Linked DNA regions of Zea mays: region 2 is linked to region 1. Evidence: chromatin contacts called from public Hi-C data. All regions are on one chromosome and are shown on one strand. Each heading gives the region's core, a stretch centred on a gene start, on an enhancer-like site or on the middle of the called end of the contact. The rest is flanking DNA. Distances are from core to core; before and after follow the strand shown.

Region 1 (6,233 bases), core at 883-3,382:
AACAAGGCTATCGAGTTCATAAACTTGAACTCATCATCCTAAGGACCTCCCACATAACAGGCATATTACAGTAATCACATTTGATACACACACATTGGAGATAGAGCGGAAGACTTTTATAAAATACACCTTACATTGCAGAACTCAAGTTTTACAACATAAAAGGGATTGAAATTATTGCAAGTCCTGATAGTCTTCAAAGTGTATAACTTAACTATAGTACTTGGGAAGGTGAAGCCTTTCCAAAAGAGATACACATAAGTAATCTAAGCTTCAAGGCCTCCACAAGAAGCTACTAATAAAGCCAAAGGCATCAAAAGTCTTTCCTACAACAACATAGGGAATAAAATCCTGAGTAGGCAATTACTCAGCAAGACTTACCCGACTAAGGAAAAGACTCTCAAGGGCATGCTAGCTTTTGGGAATCAAGGGAAAAGTTCATCAATTATCAAGGACTCCCTTTTGCATAAAATCTTACTAATAATGGATCCTTAAGCCAAGTTTTATTTCACAAGTTAGGTCATTACCTGAATCTTCTAACCTGTCTCTAGAGTTTCCTAATCTAGATCATTCACATGGCCTACACAAGATTTCTTTTAACCAAAACTTTGTTATACTTGTTATCTACGATGTAGAGCAGTCTTCAAGACCAACAAATAACGGCGATTAGAATCGATTAATACCTAGCTTGGGATCTCCAACCACACGACATATATAGCACTTAACCCTTGCATATGTCTACCCTTCCCATGGGTCATCCACTATGTGAACCGGTCCGCGCCACCTAAGAGTACGGTACTCCACCATCCAGCCACGTGCCAGGAGGGTACACGCCACTCCTGCCATCTCTCCACTCCCAGTGCGCGATTATCTTTTCACATATGGAGTAGTCGGGTTCAGGCTTACCCATGACGAGGTATGTGGCCAGCTAAAAAGTTCTCGATCAATAGGCATACAATCGGTACGGTCCTTAATCGACACAGACGGGCGACCTCTCCAGCTCAATGTGTGGTGTCGTTTTAAACTATTTCAAAACTTTGGCGCCTAATAGAGGGGCCATGCTTCAATAATGAATTCATCATCGCGATTTGATGCCTTCATTATCCAAGCTCATTTTATTTGTAAAAATATGAGTCATAGATCAAAAACATTTTTCTTATTCTATCAGCATGACTAAGCATCACTAGTTTTTATAAACAGGTAATAAGGTATGGCAATCAACCTTTCAAGGATGGTAATGTACCAAGTGTTTAATCAATCAACTCCTATCACCTAATGCAGCATATAAGTGATAATTTTTTATAAATACAAGGAAGGTGGCAAATGCAACGGGGGCTTGCCTTATTGCAGGGGAAGATCCTAAAATCCTGCTATTATGATAATTAGTTATAGGGAATGGCACCACTAGATAGTAAGCTCCATCTTCAAACACCACTTCTTCTACATGTTCTACAAGTCAATTACAAATACATGAATGTTTATATAATGGTACTCCATGCAAACTCTCACAAGGGAGAGGTGGAGCACATAAACACAACAAAACCAAGCATATGACAAGTATACCCACATTCTTATATAGTCTAACACTACATGCGAAGGACCAAACTGAAGTTACTTAGAAAAAACCAGAGAACTAAACAAACTTAAGTCTACCAAGGTTGTTACCCAACAATTTATAGATTCAAACTCCTTTTAAACATATATTAACACTAGATTTGTGAATTTAAATATTGCTATTTAGCTATTTCAAGGTTTTTTGGGCAAACCAATCCCAAACTGGTTCAAATTTTTACCAAGGGCTAATGTTGTGTTAAATAGTTTCCCCCACCAATTTTCATAATTTTTGGAGATTTAGTTTTACTACTAAAATTCATTTAATCCTTTTAAGAGCATCTTTTAGTTAGCCAAAATTTACTATTTGTTGTAAAAATTCCAAAATTAATTGTAACAGAAACTACACCATTTAATGAACCCCACAAATTTGTTTCACATTTTTCCAATTTTTCTACAATTTTTAACCTAGTTTACAAGTTATCAGTTAATTAATAAAGAAATTTCATAATAGACTGGGCCAAAATTCGCCCAGCCAGCCCAATTACCAGGAACAAAAGCTGCGCTGACAACCCAGGTTCCAGAACTCGTGTGCGTTCGCGCTGCTTTCCCCGCGTACGCCGGCGGCGGCGCTGCGTCTACTTCGACGCCGACACGGCTCCACCACTAACCCGCTGCACTAGCAAAACATATGGAGAGCGCATGGAGCTCACCGCGAAGCAAATCGGGACTTGAACCTACTCGCTACCGATTTGGACCTGGAACGCGACGGCGAGGTGAGGTGGCCACGGACAGGGTTCGCCAACGATCCGGCGGCGTTCAAACGAAAAGCTTCATGAACTTGATTGTCATAAGGGGGTGAGGGAACATGAACATAACAAACAAGCATCACCTTGGAAAGCCTTGGTCACGGCGGGGTGGGAACATTGGTCGGCGTGGTCACCAGGATGGGGAACAGCGACGACAACGACAAAAATATAAGAAAGAAATTACGAGCACGAAGAACATGTTCGTAAGACCTAAATGTTCGTCAATCTAAATGTCCGTCGACGATGCGGGGCGAGTTCAGGCAGGGAGAACAGCACAGCAAAGCTCTTACGAGCACGAAGATAGAGAGGGATAAAGGACTCGCTGGTTTAGGATCAGGGGCATGAGAAGACAGGAAGAACAATACTACACTGGTGGCCACGGTAACAGAAATAAGAACGGTGACAAGCAGTGTCTGTCCATCTCACTATGCACACACCGAGGGTTAGGAGTTGCATGAAACAGGACACGCAGTGTCTGTCCATCTCACTATGCAGGACTCATATTATAGCAGGACAGCAACTGTCTGATAAGTTATAAACTTCCTTAGGCTTAGATATTTGGAACTCAAGGTCTATCCTTACATCCCCACAGACACCCTCACATATCCACAACACCACAGGCCAAAACTAACCGCCATCAACTGTGCATAAAGATCTGGCTTATAGTTAAAAATCCACACTGAAGTTTATCGAGTCCAACATTCTACTGCCCACCTGAACCAGGTCGACCAAGCCTAACCAATTATGATCACAAAACAAACCTCTACCACCTTGCTATGGAATCTCAGAGCTAAAAGCACCCAGGTCAAAAGTTACAATGCCCCAAAGTTCCTTCCAATACACTGAATTTTCTACTTCGGCTACCTGAACACATGAACCTGACAGGATCAATTTGGAGCAAATTTTCTCCCAATTTTCAATAATAATAGGCTGACCTTAGGTAACAAAATTTGCTCACAAAACATACCTCTACAAACTTTCTGCAGCAACCCTAGGTCAAATAATCATGGATCAAGAGTTATAGTGCTTCAAAGTAAGGTGAAAATACTGATATTCAGATTCAGCTAACTAAACCAAAAGCTGAACCCACACCTAACAGAGAGAGTTTGAGCGCAATTTACTCCAAATTTAGTGCAGCACCAAATCAAACTTATTTAAGAAAACTTGTTCACTTTTGTATGATTTTCCTATAGAAACCATAGTTCATAACTCCATGGATTAGCCACAAGAAAGCTCCAAAGTTGAGTAAAACTCATGAAATTCAGTTTTAGGTAACTGAATCAAGTCTGAAATCAAAGTCTGACAGCGTGTTTTGGGCACCAATTCCTCCCAGTTCCAATTAGCTTTAGGGGCATGACCCTTACTAAGATTTACTCCCCTAGAATTAGTATCCAAGTTTGCTACAATAACTACAGTGTAAAGGCACATGGATTGATCACCAAGGAGCTTCAAACTTAGCACTTTTTACTGAAATTCAGTTTTCAATCAGCCAGTCTGAAATCCAAACCTGTCAGCCCACATTGGACCACTTTTTTCCTAGTTGCATATGGTTTTAGGGCTACCACATTTAGTAAAGGTTGTTCTCCTATAATACCTCTACAAGTTTGTTATAGCAACGTTTTACTAAAGACTCATGGATCACAAGATACATAAGTCCAAAGTCAGCTAAACAAAACTATTTTGTGCTAAATCCAAATTGCCCCAATTCTGAACTTTTGCAAATTACTCCATACTTTTCCACACAACTTGGAAATCTCCAACTAAGAAAGTTGTTCACTTTTCCAAGATCTATAACTTTGGTATATGGACTTTTAGCAAATTCTCACTAGATTTTAAATTCCAATTTTGGGGCTAGTTTAGGATTTCAATTGGGAATGCTTTTCTCCAACAACCTTTCAACTTTAATCCATCACTTAAAAGTAAAGCTACTCTTTAATCTAAGATCCAACTTTGGTATATAGAGCTCATGTCCATAGTGCCACTAGTTTAGAAGTTGGCTGCTTATACTTGATTGCAAACGGGGTTTTTGAACTTCTCTGACTCACAACAACACAACACAACACACTACATTTGTTTTGAAATTTTGGGCCTAGTAATGCACTCTAGGTGTATCAAATAAGATGATGTTGATGCATATGATGAGATGCCAAGGTTTTAGTTCTTGTAACACCAGGGGTGTTACATCCTTCCCCCCTAAAAAGGAATCTCGTCTCGAGATTAAAACACTAGGCTAAGTAATGGAAAAGGAAACGTGTCATGATCTTATTCCACATTTGTTCTTACAAGGCAGCGGTGTACCCTGTTGATTTACATCAAAGACAAAATACACAAGTCCTAAGATTTATAGGAATCTAAAAACTGAGGAAAATGCTCCATTAGATAGTCTTCTGATTCCCATGTAGCTTCATCTTCTGAATGTTGGTTCCATTGTATTTTGTAGAACTTGATAATTTTTGTTTGTGTGACCTGATATTTTTGATCCAGAACCCAAATAGGATGTTTAGAGCAAGTTAGATCAGGTTCAAGGTTAACATCTGAAACCTCAACTACTTGCTCAGGGACTCGAAGATATTACTTCAACTGAGATACATGAAACATGTTATGCACTGCTGAAAGATTCTCTGGCAATTTCACCTTATAAGCCATTGGTCCACACCGTTCAAGAACTAGAAATGGACCAACATAGCGAGGTGCAAGTTTTCCTTTAAGACCAAATCGAGCCATGCCCTTCATTGGTGACACTTTTAAATATACATGATCACCAACATGGAAAATCAAAGATCGACGTCTCTTATCATCATAACTCTTTTGGCAATGTTGGGCTATCTTCAAGTGATGCTAAATTAGCTTGACCTTTTCTTCTGCTTCTTTTACCAAATCTGACCCAAAGAAACACCTTTCACCTGGTTCGGACCAATTCAGAGTTCTACACCTTCGACCATATAACGCTTCAAAAGGTGCCATCTTTATACTTTCTTGATAACTATTATTATACGAGAACTCAGCCAAATACAAGCATTCATCCCACTTATCTGAGTAAGCGAGAACACAAGCTCTTAACATATCTTCAAGGATCTGATTCACCCTCTTAGTTTGACCACTGGTTGCAGATGATAAGTTGAACTATGAATTAGCTTGGTACCCAAAGATTTGTGCAACTCTGCCTAAAACTTGGCAACAAGTTGCGGACCCCGATCCGACACGATGGTCTTGGGTACACCATGCAGACTTAGAATACGAGCAATATATAGCTTAGCATATGCAAGGATTGAATTGCTCTTGTTCACTGGTAGGAAATGAGCTAACTTGATAAGACGATCCACAATCACCCAGATAGAATCATACCCTTTTCATGTTTTGGGTAAACCAATAATGAAGTCCATGCTGATATCTTCCCATTTCTAGGCTAGAATGGGCAAAGGTTGTAATGGCTCGGCAGATTTCAAATGGATAGCTTTCACACGTTGACAAATGTCACATTTAGCTACATACCGAGCAATCTCTACCTTCATCTTGGTCCACCAAAACCTTTGCTTCAGATCTTGATACATTTTATTGCTTCCAGGGTGAATGGAATACCGAGATAAATGAGCTTCATCCAATATTTGTTGACGTATTTTAGGTACCTTTGGAACTACCAAACGGTGTTTGAACCAAAGGACACCATTTTCATTGATTCTAAAACATGTAGTGTTTCCTGCTTCAACTCCGTCCTTAATATGAGTTATACCCTTATTCACCTTTTGAGCCTCAATGATTTGGCTTTGGATAGTTGATTCAAGAACAAGATTGGCTAGGGTTCCATGCTGAATTATCCCCAAATTCATCCTTTCCATTTTCTAACATAGGGTGACAAAGGCTTCACCGAAAGAC
Region 2 (5,818 bases), core at 3,064-5,563, 220 kb before region 1:
CTCTTTCAGAGGAACATTGTACTATGGGCTAACCTGATTTGTTTTTTCAGCTTTCAGCACTTCCTATTTTGCTCATTGTGTATTTTTTGTTTTCTTAATATCCCTGTACTATATGTTGTAACCTTTTCATGCATTGACCAATAACTTAGCATTTGGAATGGGTTTCTCATTTTTGTATCATTATGTATTTATGTGTACTTCCAGGGAATACCATTTTTTCATGCTGGTGATGAGATACTACGATCTAAGTCGCTTGATCGAGATTCATATGACTCTGGTGATTGGTTTAACAAGTATTACTCTATCCTTTGGATCTTGATGCAAACACCAGTTACCAGCTAGCAACAACTGAATTGCTTTCAAGGATGATAGTTTTAAGTTAAACATTTACAATTGCTTGCTATTATCATAACTTCTCAATTTTTATCCTATATGAAAAACTGTTTCAAGTTGAACAAACGCTTCCCAATCATGTTAGAATGTAAACAGGGTAAATGTTCTGTTCTGTTGTTTGAAGGATTGATTTTACCTATGAAACAAACAATTGGGGTGTTGGGCTTCCACCAAGAGAAAAGAACGAAGGGAGCTGGCCTTTGTAAGTTTCAAATCCTTCTTCAGACTTCATAGGGAATTTAGTTATTTATTTATTTTTGAGTGATGCAGGATAACTGTGTGATTTAATTAATTGCACCTGAAGTGAACACTACTTCTTTCTTTGTTTATATCATATTGTTTCCCTTTTTCAGTAAAGCAGTTCAGTCATTTTATCACATAACATGAAAATTTTCAGGATGAAGCCAAGATTGGAGAACCCGTCGTTCAAACCTGCAAAACATGACATTATTGCTGCCTTAGACAAATTTATTGATATCCTCAAGATCAGATACTCATCACCTCTCTTTCGCCTAACTACAGCAAGTGATATTGTGGTACATGGATTCTTTGTGAACCTCACCAGACTGTTGTACTGCTATCATATAGATGAGTAGCTTTTCCTTGCTAGATGATAAACCACCTTTCTGCAACCTTTGATCTATGTATCAAGTAAAATTTACATATCCCATGGAGCTATACTTTGCAATGGGACACAAATGTATGCCAATTGCCAACTTACACCCTGCAGTTCGAAATCAATTATTGCCTGAAAATTAGAGTAAACAATAATCATCCTGTAACATTTGTTTTTTTCAGATCCACAGCATAGGTACAACAAATGAACTAGTAAAAACTAACTGCCGTGCCCTAAAAAAGGCTGCTGTGTCGACTTTATCTGTTTTTGGTGGTTCTGTCGCTAGCTGTAGTCATGAGTCCTGTTCATGTAATGTGTTTTGTGTCTTTAGTTTGTGTATTTGTTGTTTTGGATGGCATGTTTCCTGTTAATATAATGAGCTGTGTTCGAGGGGAAAAGAATTAGCATTTGTTCATTTGATATCTGGCTCTTTATCCCATACTGATTGTCATGAGCTGTCGTATTTCAGCAAAGGGTTCACTTTCACAACACAGGGCCCTCCTTGGTTCCAGGAGTTATTGTCATGAGCATCGAAGATGCACGAAATGATAGGCATGATATGGCCCAGATAGATGAAACGTAAGCAACATTGTTATATTTATATTCCAGCCTTGGGTATTGTGTATTCTATTATATTTACTGGAAATTGAGAAGTAGTTACAATATTTTAGTTATCTGCACTTCTATGTATCTGCTACGGAGGTCTTTTGATGATGTCTACAAAGGCTAAATGGGTACGTGTTTTTTGCAGATTCTCTTGTGTCGTTACAGTCTTCAATGTATGTCCGTACGAAGTGTCTATAGAAATCCCTGATCTTGCATCACTGCGGCTTCAGTTGCATCCAGTGCAGGTAACTAATCATACACATTTGTTTCAGTTGCATCAATCATACTCTCATCAACAATAAGAAGCTGTCACAGGCTCACAGCATTGTTCTGTTACCATTGTACTCCCAGTCCATCCAGTATTCAAATTTACTAGTGGTGTTGGGAAGTGAAATTTCCTGTTAAGTTGAATACAGAACAGTTGAGTCTAAGGATTTGCAGCTTTATTAGACTAGCTCCAACAAGGAGCTCTAAAGGGTCATGTACCCTAAATTTAGAGGACGAGGACGTCATCTACTCCCTCCAGCAACGTCCTCTAAACGGTCCTCTAAATTTAGAGAACGCTGCTGGATCCTCTATATGTAGAGTTTCTCTAAACGGTTCTCTATCTATTTGAATACTTTAAACAATCGGTTTAATAAAACTAAAATATGTACAATACATTTGAGAGTATGACAAATACGTATGTACAAAAATTAAAAAATTAAAAATGTCTTTAATATAGGTATTTACGTATAGAGGACGTGATTTAGAGGACGTTGTTGGAGAGAAAGTAGATATAGGAGATGAAATCTTTTAGAGAAGACTGTAAAGGACGGATATAGATGATGTATATAGAGGACGTTGCTAGAGACAGTCTTACACTTGGCTTCTCTGTTGTCTATGTAAAACTGTGAAAACCCTCGAGTGTTCGGTCTGCAAATTGTGTCCGATTTGCAAGGAGAAATGTAAATTTGTACTTTGGAGTATCAGTTTATTATTTTATATACTATCTTATCATTTATCCAAATTGATGCGTGAAGTGAGAAAAATGGAACTGAATCAGTAAAACTTTTGACTCTTTGAGGTAATAATGTCAATATCTAATGGCTCTTGTGAAAAATTTCAGGTGAATTCATCGGATGCGTTAGCCAGGCAGTCTGCGTACGACACCGCCACAGGTCGATTCACCGTGCCGAAAAGGACAGCAGCAGTGTTCGTGGAACCCAGGTGCTGATGGATGCCTTTCGCTAGCGAGCAAGTGCATTCGGCATCCAAGTCGAAGCAAACGAATGAAATAAGAGAAGGCCATCGAATAAAACGAAGTATATAAATAGATTGAATAAGACGTTGCCCAAGTTGCCAAGGCACGCTTTGCCATATGTATGCGTTGAAAAATAAATAAATAAATAAATAAATGATGTTATAGAGGTACAAAAGCATTGGAACATTTCTTTATAGAGGTGAACCACCCTATTTTCCAGTTTCCATGTGTGAATTGTGATTAGCATATGTATGGAATAATAATATAAATTAATTTTATGCATTTGTGTGTTGTGTCGTGGATGACAACATCAACATATTGCTTCTACTTGATCTCTCTATAATTTTTTTTGAAGAAATACCTAGTCTAGATGTAATATCGTAATTCCCTAGCTACTATATGATATCAGGGCGTTCATTAGTTCGCAGGGCAGAAGGTGACGTCATAGCTGGAAGGTCCGGAGCAGGTGAAGGTGCTGGTGGCGTCGTCGTAGGCGTAGCTGTAGGCCGACGGGCATGCGCTCTTGAACACCTGCGAGTAGTTGGTCGGGCCGCACATCGCCGGCGTGCCGTACTGCCCGGTGCAGCAGTAGCGCGCGCTGCCGTAGGCGATGCACGCGCTCTTGCACGCTACGACGCCGCCGCCGGACGATGCGACGACGCGGAGGTCCCCGGGGCACACGGCGTTTACGTCGCCCGCGCAAGCCGCGGGGCGGCAGTCGCCGCCGCCGCCCGAGGGCGCCACGCGCACCGGCACGTTGAAGCCGTCGACGAGGCTGACGTCGTAGAAGTCCGGCCTGCCGCTGCCCGGCGCGGCGAGCGTGACCTCGACGAGCGAGACCGGAGGCGCCGGCCCGCGGCCCTGGCACGCGACGTCGCCCGTGCCGCAGTCGGCCGTGGCGCAGGAGAAGCGCCCGGTGGCGGGGTCGGCCACGCAGCCCGTGCGCGCCCACAACGTGCCGGACCATGTCCCCGACGACGGCGCGTCCATGCTGGACGTGGCGGACGGCGCCAGGTAGAAGCCCGACCGCGCGAGCGGCGGCGAGCTGGCGCCGTGGAGCGCGCCCACCCACACCGCGTGCTTGCAGGCGTTGGTGAAGATGAACGACGCCGCTCCATCCACGCCTAGCGCTGAATCAGTTATGGAACAAAGAACTTGATGTGTATCCAATTTGCCACACAGACCACAAGTCCAGAACCGATGATGAATTAATCAGATTTCTCAGCAGAGACGCTGAACCAGTTTAAGATTAAAAAAATAGCACCAAACAGAGAAACACACAAACAACGTGGGAATGAAAAAGAATGCCACCGCACCCGTCAAGAGAAAAAGCTGAAGAATCAAGAGAATGGCCATTCTGTTCCTGCTAGCTCCATTGCCTTCGGCGGAGAGCTGAGGAAGAAGGTGAGCTACTGCCATGGCCATGGCGGCACGCACAAGAAACCTCGGTGGATCGATGTCGATCTCAGATCGACGCTGGTATCTGTCTGTACGTGTATTTATAGCAAGTAAAATCAAGAAGCTAGCTAGGCCCAGCATGTACGGTGGTTGTAGCTTTAGTAGATATTTAGATAGACCTTCACCCGGATAGAATAGAAGGAAGATGCGTGGATGAGAGAAAAAGGCAGGCAGGCAGAGGCAGCACATGAAGAAAACGTTTAAACCTTTTCGGCGAATTTATGTCGTTCCCTCACGCTTGGCGTGAGCTATCCATCATTCTCTTGTTCTTGCTATTGCTAGCCGTGCCGCGTGCAGCACTCAGCTGATTGCTACCTAGCTCTAGCTAGCTAGCTGTTGGCCTGTTGCAATCAGGGTTCACAGTTTCGGAAAGAAAAAAAAATGGGCATCCACCGAAATTGGAGAAATTTCGGAAATTTCAAACCAAATTCAAATAAATTTATTTTTTTAAAAAAAATAACAGAATTTCTCTGTAACTTATGTCTAATACATCTGACATCATAATTGCACATATATAAGATAGAAATGTGACTAAGTATCATAATTTACAACATCCATGACACATTGGTATCAAACCACAAACCATGTAGTGTCCACATTACAAAATATATACTAAATGTAGTCTCAAATATGATAAGTGCATATAGCATAGTTTATCAAAATAATAGCAGTCCAAAATAGTACACTTTCAAGCACATGTCATCAACAAAAGCACTTAAAAATCAATTCGTGGTTTCCAAAATAAGAATCCTTCTAGCATCGACGCTTCTTCTCCGGTGTCCTCTGCATCTTCTGCTTCTTCTCCGGCGTCCTCTGCATCTTCTCCGACGTCTACGCTTTCGTCGGAGGCCACCACAGGCAGATCCCACCGACCATTTTCCTGTCTTTGTGTTTGTTTTGATCGTAAAATTCTATCGGTAAGGTTGTATCCTCAGCACGCATGGTTCTATCAGACCGATATGAATAGTTGTATCATTTTCCTTCGATGCCTCAGCACGCACCGATATGAATAGTTGTATCATGACTGATAGGATTTCATGGCCCTGTTCAAATGATGTATCGTAAGCGATGCCTCAGCAGGGACGACACACCAATGTGAATGGTTGTATCATGACTCATGATGTCTAAGACCCCATACCTTTTTTAGGGTCGGTGTCTTGTGGCTTAGGGTGGTGATGATGTCCGAGGCATCACTCACAATACATTTTGTGGACAAGGCCAACAACAATAGGCATCGTTCACGATACAACTTGTGGACAGGGCCGACGAACCCAATCAGTCATGATACAGCCATTCACACGGAGAACAGTAGGCATCGCTCACGATACATATTGTGGACAGGGCAAACAAATCCTATCAGTCATGATACAACTTTTCATATCGGTGTGTCGTCAGTAGGCATCGCTCACGATACATCATTTTTGCCCAGATTCAACTGAAGACCAATGGATAAGTGTAATCGAGGAGGCGATCCTCGTTACGTACCTGTAGTCCGTGGTGGC

Evidence for each region. A called contact is a pair of places that touch in the nucleus more often than the background predicts.
Region 2: a contact with region 1 is called in a Hi-C map of leaf, with 4 times the contacts expected there. The contact joins the promoter of LOC100283370 here to the enhancer-like site in region 1. A contact is called at or near these places in 6 of 25 Hi-C or Micro-C datasets (bundle sheath, ear, leaf and 1 more).

The regions. Positions count from the first base shown.
Region 1 is chr2:111,565,735-111,571,967 of Zm-B73-REFERENCE-NAM-5.0, reverse strand. No RefSeq gene overlaps it. Among protein-coding and RNA genes, the nearest start is that of LOC103646839, 28 kb to the right of the region's middle. Within about 2 kb of position 2,132, at least 3 of the 20 cell types and tissues checked have an H3K27ac peak or open chromatin away from gene starts, as enhancers often do. A contact at or near this core is called in leaf, where this site is marked.
Region 2 is chr2:111,790,208-111,796,025 of Zm-B73-REFERENCE-NAM-5.0, reverse strand. LOC100283370 reads right to left here and starts at 4,313. Exons shown (of 2, transcript NM_001156271.3): 1 at 4,175-4,313; 2 at 3,033-4,012. The coding sequence starts at 4,283. The coding sequence ends at 3,276. It overlaps LOC541711 (pullulanase-type starch debranching enzyme 1), which reads left to right. Exons shown (of 27, transcript NM_001111450.2): 22 at 205-293; 23 at 518-595; 24 at 791-929; 25 at 1,479-1,588; 26 at 1,761-1,860; 27 at 2,724-3,140. The coding sequence ends at 2,831.